Regions from separate parts of the Bicyclus anynana genome. Here region 2 is linked to region 1. Evidence: chromatin contacts called from public Hi-C data. All regions are on one chromosome and are shown on one strand. The core of a region is the stretch at or near the end of the contact, and the rest is flanking DNA. Distances in the headings are between cores, read along the strand shown. Region 1 overlaps LOC112058090 (serine/threonine-protein kinase MARK2). Region 2 overlaps LOC112058090 (serine/threonine-protein kinase MARK2).

Region 1 (5,207 bases), core at 1,798-4,297:
ACCCATTTTTAGTTAGTTCGGAATGTTAGTCTCTCACGGCACAGTAAGCTCAACAAGCACGCTTAGTTTGTTTGCAAAAAAAGGAAAATATCTGATCTAGATCTTAAAACAGCGTCATCCTTTGGGATTTTATAATGTTTTTCATATGTATCCATCGACAAAGTCCAATCAGGTGCAGAATCTAGGATTGAACAGGGGTTTAGCCATGTTCTGGCAGTGTCTCCGTACTCACCTATCCGTTTGTGGTCCTTGAAGTCCTGCTGTGGTTCGACGTACGGCCGCAGCTCGTCGTCCTCATAGCCCGTGTTCATCCACTTGTCGCGCATGATGCTCTCGAGGGAGGCCCGCTTCGCCGGGTTCAGCACGAGGAACTTTTTGAGTAGATTCTCGCAATCCGTTGACATGTAGAAAGGTATTCTGGAATCAATTAAAAGCTAACGTTATTAATATTCTAATATTCGGAAAAGAAAAAACTTTAAGCTACCAAAAACTATACGTGTGTATTATTTTACAGGAATATTTCCTTGCGGAATAAGAGCTCCCGGGCGTGTGATCCATTTTCTTTACCACGAAGCGATAGAGGCTTAAATCACGCAGCTTTATAGTCCGCTCTGACAGAGGATGTGGGATGCCTGCCTCCGATTCCGGAGGGTGTGGGTTCGAATCCGGTCATGCACCTCCAACTTTTCAGTTGTGTGCATTTTTCAAGAAATTAAATATCACATGTCTCAAACGGTGAAGGAAAAACATCGTGAGGAAACCTGCAAACCAGAGAATTTTCTTAATTCTCTGCGTCTGTGAAGTCTGCCAATCCGCATTGGGCCTGCGTGGTGGACTATTGGCCTAACCCCTCTTATTTTGAGAGGAGACTCGAACTCAGCAGTGAGCCGAATATGGGATGATGATGATGATGATGATGAATTACACTTGCGCAGGGGTATTACACGAGGACCAGAGACGTAGCTCCCCCCTATCAATGATACTGAGCCTACAGACTACATTACATCATCAAAAACAAAAATTAGTAAAATGTAAATCACACAATCTCAATTAGTCTGGTGCTTCTTGGGGAAAAAAAACTGCAAAAAGTCAAAAATTTCATTTTTCCTCTTGGTCACTTCTTGTTCTACATAGGTCAAGTCACTGTCATATTTATTTTAAGCGAGCTTTTTTGTTTGTAAGAAATCTTTACCCTTAATTTGGGCCCCCCCTCTTGATACGGGGCCCCTACAAGGCACGCTACCCCACCGTCGCGGACTGTACCTGTACTTCCCCCGCAGCACTCGCTCCCGCAGCTCGCGCAGCGTGGAGCCGTCGAAGGGCAGCGAGCCCGACACGAGTGTGTACAGGATCACGCCCAGCGACCACACGTCCACTTCGGGGCCGTCGTACTTCTTGCCTGCAATATGAGACACATTGACATAAAGTGACCATTATCAGAAGAACCCCAGAAGAACCAAAGCCACTGACATAGCTCAGCGAGTCGCGAAGCTGAAGTGGCAAAGGGCAGGGCATGTAGTTCGAAGAGTCGATGGATGTTTGGGTCCCAAAGTGCTGAAATGACGACGTCCATCGGCTGTTGATGAGGATGATGACCATTATCAGATTATTTTAACGGCCCACTATAAGGCCAGTCGTACCTCCTCACAGGAGAGGAGATATGATCTCAGATATTGATGATAATAAACACGAATAACAATTTAAACTTCCCAGCTCTGAGAGAAGAGTTATGGAGTTATTTACTGACTTATTAATTGAATGAAAAGGTCTTCACGCACGTTAGACTTAGGAAGTTGGAGAATGAGTTACGAAAAGTGTAATCGGACGAGGCTTTTAAAATGTGTGCTGCTATCTACAGGCATAGTAAATCAGTGTTTATTATTGTAAATTACCAACAGCAAACGCTTGGCAGTCCCGCATGGGGCAAGTCACAGAAACCGACACCGATAGCGAGAAATCGCAGTCCGCGTGGGATGCCAGGATTTACGACATCCCGGACAACCCATAGGTCAAAAGGCCTCAATCCCGAAATAGCTTGAAAGAACAAGACCGGGTGAGAATGTTCCTCCACGACTACCTGATCTTATCGGCAGGAGACGATCTGGCTGGCGAATAGATGGCATTATCAGGGAACTTGAACATATAAGGCTAGTCCTCCCTCTTTAGAGGAGATAACTTATGGGTGATACTGTAGAATTCCTTAACAACCTCTATTTGATGACAATGGTTTACGTGCTCACGGCACGGGAGTCTTCCCAGCTCTGGGAGAGGAGACGTGGAGCTCACATACGCGGCTCCAATGAGGGAAGGCGGGCGTACCTTGGAACAGCTCTGGCGCGGCGTAGGGCGGCGAGCCGCAGAAGGTGTCGAGCTTGGCGCCCGGCGTGAACTCGTTCGAGAACCCGAAGTCCGCGATCTTTATGTTCATCTCGCCATCGAGCAGCAGGTTTTCCGCCTGGAGTGCATACATTCACTGGATAAATGTAAATCGTTAACAAAAAATTAAAAAACATATTATTAAGAGCCATATTAATATGCGTCCTTAGTGTTTTACTCGCGTATTAAAATCTTCAAACATGTAGCCTTTGTTAGATAGTCTATGGTACTCCTGTGAGTCTAGCTACCTTATATACAAAAACAATTTTGCTGCTAGGAGTAACACTAATGTCCACTGCTTTTTTATTAAATTAATCCCTCTTATTAAGGGAGCAGCCCCAAAAGCCCCTAGCTGCATCACTGCAATTTGTATGAAAATTCCAAGTGACGACATATCGAGAATGCGCTATTCGATCGCGAACGAAACCATATCCTAAAGTAACCCCAAGTACTAAAGCGAGGCGCTTCGTGTACGAACCTCGGATTGCATCGAATCCTTTGGCTCAGGCGCAAAAACCGACAACGGTCAGTAGTCCAGCGAGGTTGAGGTTGCACGAAGCGAAGTGAAATTTGTGTAGGCCATCATCATGTGTTGTGTTGTGTATCGTATTCGATTAACTTCGCGAGTAGCGTATTGGTGGGTGTCCATTTTGTCTAAGTGCGAGCGGAGTCTGAGCTCACCTTGAGATCCCTGTGTATGATCCTCTTCTGATGGCAGTACTGCACTGCGGACACTATTTGCCTGAACTTGGCGCGCGCCTCCTTCTCCTTCATGCGCCCGTGTAGCACCAAGTAGTCGAACACCTGGAAATGATACAAATTAATATTAAATAAAATCGTAAAGTGATATATTTTTTAAAGAATGGTTGCCATATCTTTTAAATATGACCAATATTCCAATTCCCCTCAAAACTAGTCGGAAAAGACTACGGGTCAAACCCCAACAACTAAAAATAATACTTTCAAAAGGAAATTAAAAAAGTATTTTTAGACTACAAAATTTTTTGGAATGTTTATTTCTTCTCAGTCTGTCTGCCTTTTGTCATTGTCATTTCAATGTTTTTATTAACTTTTTCTCCTTTTCTGGGTTTACCAGCAACATATTTGCAACAGCGTAAGTGGTCTCCTCTTCTATTAGATAAGGGATAAGGGGTCTAACCCTCAAGACTACGTAGCATGAATGATACTTACTTCGCCACCAGACGCGTACTCCATCACGAGGTACAGTGTTTTTTCTGTTTCGATAACTTGGAACAGTTTCACAATGTTGGGGTGATCGAGCATTTTCATTATCCGCACCTGAAAACAAATATCAAATACATTATAATAAACCATTTTATAAAATAAAATATACATAAATTATATATTGTTATAGGTAATAGTAACTTGTAATCTTATCGTTTACTGTTTGTTGACCCAAATAAAAATTTAAAAAAAAAAAAAAATAGTCACAGAATGTAGATTTTTTTTTTTTTTATTCTTGACAAGTTAGCCCTTGACTACAATCTCACCTATGGTAAGTGATGATGCAGTCTAAGATGGAAGCGGACTAACTTGTTAGGAGGAGGATGAAAATCCACACTCCTTTGGTTTCTACACGACATCGTACCGGAACGCTAAATCGCTTGGCGGTACGTCTTTGCCGGTAGGGTGGTAACTAGCCACGGCCGAAGCCGCCCACCAGCCAAAATTTAAGATTTAAGACATACAAGGTTCCGCTAGGTGCAGGCAGCTCGAGATTGTTTTAAAGACATTATAGGTCTTAGACTTAGTCCAACAGTGGACGTCCAGTATTTATTGTGTTACTATAGTCATTATCGTGATCAGCCAATAAAAGTCATCCATTGCTGGATATGGCCTTTTGTAAGGACTTTCATACACCATGGTTTTATGCTACTTGCTTTTGCAACCTGTTTTTATATCATCGGTCTACCTAGTGGGTCAACCAATACTCTCTGGTGCGGGGTCGCTGTTCGAGCACCTTGAGAATTCAACCTCCACCAGCACATGGACTATGAGCCCAACCAATTACCACTTCAGCTCTGGGACTCGTTGAGCTACATATCACGCAGAGATACTCCTCAATTACAGTACATGTTTGCATCTATAAGGCAAGATTAGCGCACCACTAAGTTAAGATCGTCATCAAGGGCTAACTTGTCATTGTTTAGAAAAACAAAGTTACCGCTCTGAAGAGTTTCTGCAGAAAGCTCATTGCCGATGGGCACGTTCTTCGCAAGCTTCACCTTTGCAACTTGCCCTTCCCGATAGTCTTCGGCAGTTTGTATTTGCTGGAAGCGATTAATACCTATATCATAGTTACCTCTCTGAACAGTTTCTGCAGGGAGCTGGGGTTCAGCTGCGTCTTGTCTATGATCTTGATGGCCACCTCTTTGCCGGTGGGCACATGCTTCGCCAGCTTCACCTTCGCGAAGTTGCCCTTGCCGATGGTCTTCAGCAGCTTGTACTTGCCTGCAACCCCACATACAAACGAACTTAGCATATCTATTGATTTATACTCTTAATGACTTCGTAGTTGGATCAGTGGTTAGCCTATGTGCCTTCGGATCACGAGGCTCTGGGTCTAGTCGTGAGAAGCTATTCATGCCTCGGAGATCACGTCAGACCCGGTAATAATCATTAATTCTACTAATATAAACGCGAAAGTTTGTATGGATGTTTGTCATTCTTTAACGCCGCTACTATAGAAGCGTTTTGGCTGAGATTAGGATTTTACTTTGGATTAACAAATACTTTTCATTTCAGAAAAATCCATGGTTCCAGCGGCATTTGTGAAACAGAATTCCATGCGGACGCAGTCAAGGGCGTCC
Region 2 (4,517 bases), core at 1,213-3,712, 140 kb after region 1:
CTGTAAAGGGTGTGGCAAATATATATATTTTTAATGTTGTCGCGAAAATGAATCATTTATATTGGCTAAGGGTAAAGTTACCCTGCTTTGTAATTACACATTTAATAAATGTTGTTTAAGACATAAGTATCTGGAATATGTACTGCCAGAGACAAATATTGAGGAAACATCGTGATATTTAAATTACCAAATTACAACTAAAACTGTAAAATAATGATAATTATCTGAATTAGTTAGATTAGACGGAGATAAGAAAACGTCGCCAAAATTTTCAAATTTAGTTTAAAACTTCCTATTTTAGAAAAACGAGTTTTTTAAATTACTTCATTGTAATAATAGTCTTGAAAATATACGTTGATTTGTATATTTTTGTGTCTCTCATTTTTCGATAACAATGGCAATAGATGTATGAGCAAATGTTACATGATCAGAAAAATTTAGGATCTTACTAATTTCTCAAATAATTTCATTACCAATACCATCTTAACCTGCAATTTCTAAAGAGGCACAATTATCATAAGTAGGGAAGCCAAACATTTAAATATTAACATAAGCGGATTATTGCTCAATAGGCCTTGCGACTTCTCTTTTTACTTTTTACTTTTTCTTTTATTTTTATACATTAAGCTAAACATAAAACTTGTTATTTTTACATGGTTTATGTGATTTATCTCAACCGTACTACCCGGTAAAAAAAAATTTAACGTTGCGTTTGACTAGGGTACTACGGGGTATATTTTCAACGAGCAGCATAGGCTATATTTTATTCCCGTATTGCCACGGGAACGGGAATTACGCCGGTGAAACTGCGGGCATCTGCTACTAGCAAAATAAATATGTAATGTGTAATACTGCAAAATTAAGTCCTACATCCAAACAAAAGGCCTATGCTGACAAGTTTAATATGAATTTATATGTACCAACATAAACTGTATTTCTTTTGTTGTTACATAAAGATAAAGAAGTAGTTTTAACAAGCGTCAAGGTCAAGTGTCCAAGAATAGAGTGGAGGGGTTCATCAGATGCGAGCTGAATGACATTTATTGCACACTACACATTGTTTGATGCGTTACGTAACGCTTTTTGTTTACACGTTCGTATTGAGTCATCATTTACCAAGTCTTCATGATTAGAGTTTTATAAATTTCTACCGACATTTTGGGAGGAACCATGGTCGGGAAGATATGTGAAAGTTGGTACGAGGATAGTCATGTTGGAAGCTTAATCGAATCCATGACTTGCGACCAACAAAATAATGTCATGAAGAGAAATAGCCAAATTTCAACAAATGACGGTGCAACCGGAAAATCCGCAATCTCTTTCATTGCGTTGGTAGCCGTCATCGGACAATTTGTCTATTTCCCTTCGCTTGGTCCCATGTGAGCACTACTGAAGAAGTTATAGGTAATGGTATAGGTTAATACCTATGTACATGCATAATGAACTTGCTTATATCGACAAGTCACGTGGATGTCACCTTGACACGATCGCAGCGACTCCCGCGCAATCATCCAATTGACGCACCGGACAAGATGGCGGCGCGAGTCCGTTGACAGTTGCGTTCGATAATAATTAGTCAAAGGTGACATAAAATACACCCAGCCCACCGACCTGCATTGGTGCAGCGTGTTGGATCTAAACTTTATATCCCTATCCCTATAAGCTATATATGTAAAATTTAATCCTACTAATATTATAAACGCTAAAGCGAAAGTATGGATGTTTGGATGTTTGTTACTCTTTAACGCCGCCACAACTGAAGCGATTTGGCTAAAATTTGGAATGGAAATGGATTTTACTATGGATTAACACATAGGCTACTTTTTATCCCGAAAAAATCTATGGTTTCCCGAGATTTGCGAAGAATGATGATATTAATGTTTGTTACTCTTTCACGCCTCGACTACTGAACCGAATTAACTGAAATTTGGTATTGAGATATATTATAGCATAGATTAACACATAGGCTACTTTTTATCCCGGAAAACTGATGGTTCCCGAGGGATTTGTGAAAAACTAATTCCACGCAGACGTCCGCTAGTTTAGCAAAATAACAACCAGAACATCACAAAAGTTTTAAAACTAAAATATCATAACAAATAACTACATTTTACATTTTTTTCTTAAAGCTATCAACAAACTGCAAGACCACCTTGTCTTGTACAATAAATAATTACAAACACAATACATTAAAGGAAAATCACGTCTCATTGAAATAAATGATAATAGTGAAATAAAAAAAAAAACAACAAAACAAAGAAACCTCTCGTAGTTAACATTGAAAACAACGCTATGTCAACTTACAAGATAGTACAACAAACACGGTTATCGCTGTACCAATATACTAATATACCTACATTATTATTTGAACGCTGGGAGATAAAAGGTAAATCAATAGTCTGAAACACCAAGTATACGTGACTTGCAGCGCCATCTATTATGCAGTAGCTGATTCGCTAAGCGACGCCACGTAGCGGTTGGCGGCGGAACTGCGCGCTTGATGGTTTGTATCTAGGCATTAAAGTTGCAGAGACCTTTAAAGTTGGTTCCTATCTTCGGTTGTGGTAATAAAATGCAATTTCGTCATTGGTACTGAAATGAGTTTTAAAAATGTTTTTGTGTTTTATTATATATCAAGAAACAATTTGTTATTAAAAATGTCCATTTACAAAAATTTTCAACAAAATCAGTAACATTAAAATATTTTTTTTATAACAATATATACTCGGAGGCACGATTATCCGACCACTTTAATATACTCGCGTCCGATTAAAGTGGGCGGATAATTGTGCCTCTGAGTATATATCACAATATAACCTGTTGTGCAGCTTATCATTACAGCCATCCTTTTAAGGCCGGCGTATATCTGGCAATATGCATCGTAGGTCAATTTTAACTATTAATCTATTCGTAATAAGCTAAGTAATATTGAAATAAAATCGACAATTATTTCAACTTACATCACTAACATGTTTTTGTTGTTAAATAATTAATGACCAGGCTATGCCTCAAATATTTTATTACTAACGAATGAGCCTCCTCAGATATACAGCAGCCCTAAGATAGCAAAATAAAAATAAAGCCCGAAGCCAATTCAATATTCTCTGCAGATGGTACAAGTTTAGTCCCGTGTCTAGTTACCTACTCTATACATTGATATACAAATACAAAGATATCACCATACAGAAAATTAGTTTCCACTCTAGATTGTTTTTTAGATTTTAAACTATTGTGAGTGTAGTGTAGTGTTCTCTAGATTGCTTTGTTATTATTTTCGAACGATATAACATGAGAAAAAATTAACTTAGTTTTCTTGTATTATTTTATATTCTCTAGATTGTTTTGTTATTATTTCCGATAAAAACGATTTATTATGAGAAAAATTCAACTTAGACATTTTTGTGTATTACTTTAAATTATAAGATAATAAGCAACATAGGTATATGGTGTAACTTGACACAAATTTATTTTAATTTTCAAGATGCAAGATTATTTTAAGTTTATTTCAATAACCATTTTTATAATCTGATATCATATCTTCGGTTCCGTCGTATATCAGAGACTCAATAAATTAAATATTGGACGTTGAACGTTGGATAGAAAATGCAATTATAGGAGAATTTAATTACTTCTGCTGTCCGTCCAAGCAACGTAAATATTATGGCAATAAAACGTTCTATACGTTCAAGGGTTGGACTCGATTTCGAAAATTCATAGGTTCGATACTCCATTCGTTGTAAAGGTTAGTCATTTCTTAATTTAAAACAGAAACAGGTAACTATTTATTGATTTGATCCACTAGTGACTGTTACAGTTTTTACATAATAATCTAAAAAATACAAATACAAGGCTCTGTGCAATCTTAATAAAGCAAATTAATAATTATAAAAATAGTTTACGGTTTACGAAAAAAAGACAGTTTACAGTTAACAAAAAAAAAATCAGTTGGCACTATTTGAGTGTTATTTATTAGAAAAAAAATAAAATGAAAGAGGTATAAAAAATGTTACATTTTGAATAGGAAAAATTAGTTTAGTAACATTAGGTATAAAACTAACTTGTGATATGTCTGACAAACTTGGTGAGTCTATGTTGATATAGAACGACTTATACTTATAATTTACATTTGGCTGGTGGGAGGCTTTGGCCGTGGCTAGATAGTTACCATCAAAGACGTACCGCCAAGCGATTTAGCGTTCCAGTACGACCTCGTGTAGAAACCGAAAGTGAATTTCATCCTCCTAACAAATTAGCCCGATTCCTTCCGGGTCCATTCCATCAGGTGAGATTGTAGTCAAGGGCTAACTTGTATAGAATAAAAAAAAAGAAAAAATATTCTAGGCATAGTAGAATACGAATTGCTTGGCGAGAGTATCTACTCGTACTAGGCGCCCTAAAGTTAATTTTGCTTTGCAGAATTGGTGCTATCTGGATTCTCAGTAATTTATACACATAAGAATGTTTGATCCAAGTTCCTTCTTTTGTCGAGTGTCTATAGACTAGGGCTTGTGAATCCT

Evidence for each region. Hi-C and Micro-C count contacts between places; a contact is called where the count stands out from the background.
Region 2: a Hi-C map of whole larva shows a contact between it and region 1, with 4 times the contacts expected there. The contact joins two enhancer-like sites. A contact is called at or near these places in 2 of 2 Hi-C or Micro-C datasets (whole body and whole larva).

What each region holds. Positions count from the first base shown.
Region 1 is chr18:2,260,109-2,265,315 of ilBicAnyn1.1, forward strand. It overlaps LOC112058090 (serine/threonine-protein kinase MARK2), which reads right to left. Exons shown (of 21, transcript XM_052886767.1): 3 at 4,700-4,848; 4 at 3,568-3,675; 5 at 3,058-3,180; 6 at 2,320-2,455; 7 at 1,264-1,399; 8 at 233-417. Among protein-coding and RNA genes, the nearest start is that of LOC112058089, 82 kb to the left of the region's middle. Within about 2 kb of position 3,048, at least 7 of the 8 cell types and tissues checked have open chromatin away from gene starts, as enhancers often do.
Region 2 is chr18:2,402,134-2,406,650 of ilBicAnyn1.1, forward strand. All of the region lies in intron 1 of LOC112058090 (serine/threonine-protein kinase MARK2), which reads right to left. Among protein-coding and RNA genes, the nearest start is that of LOC112058090, 30 kb to the right of the region's middle. Within about 2 kb of position 2,463, at least 8 of the 8 cell types and tissues checked have open chromatin away from gene starts, as enhancers often do.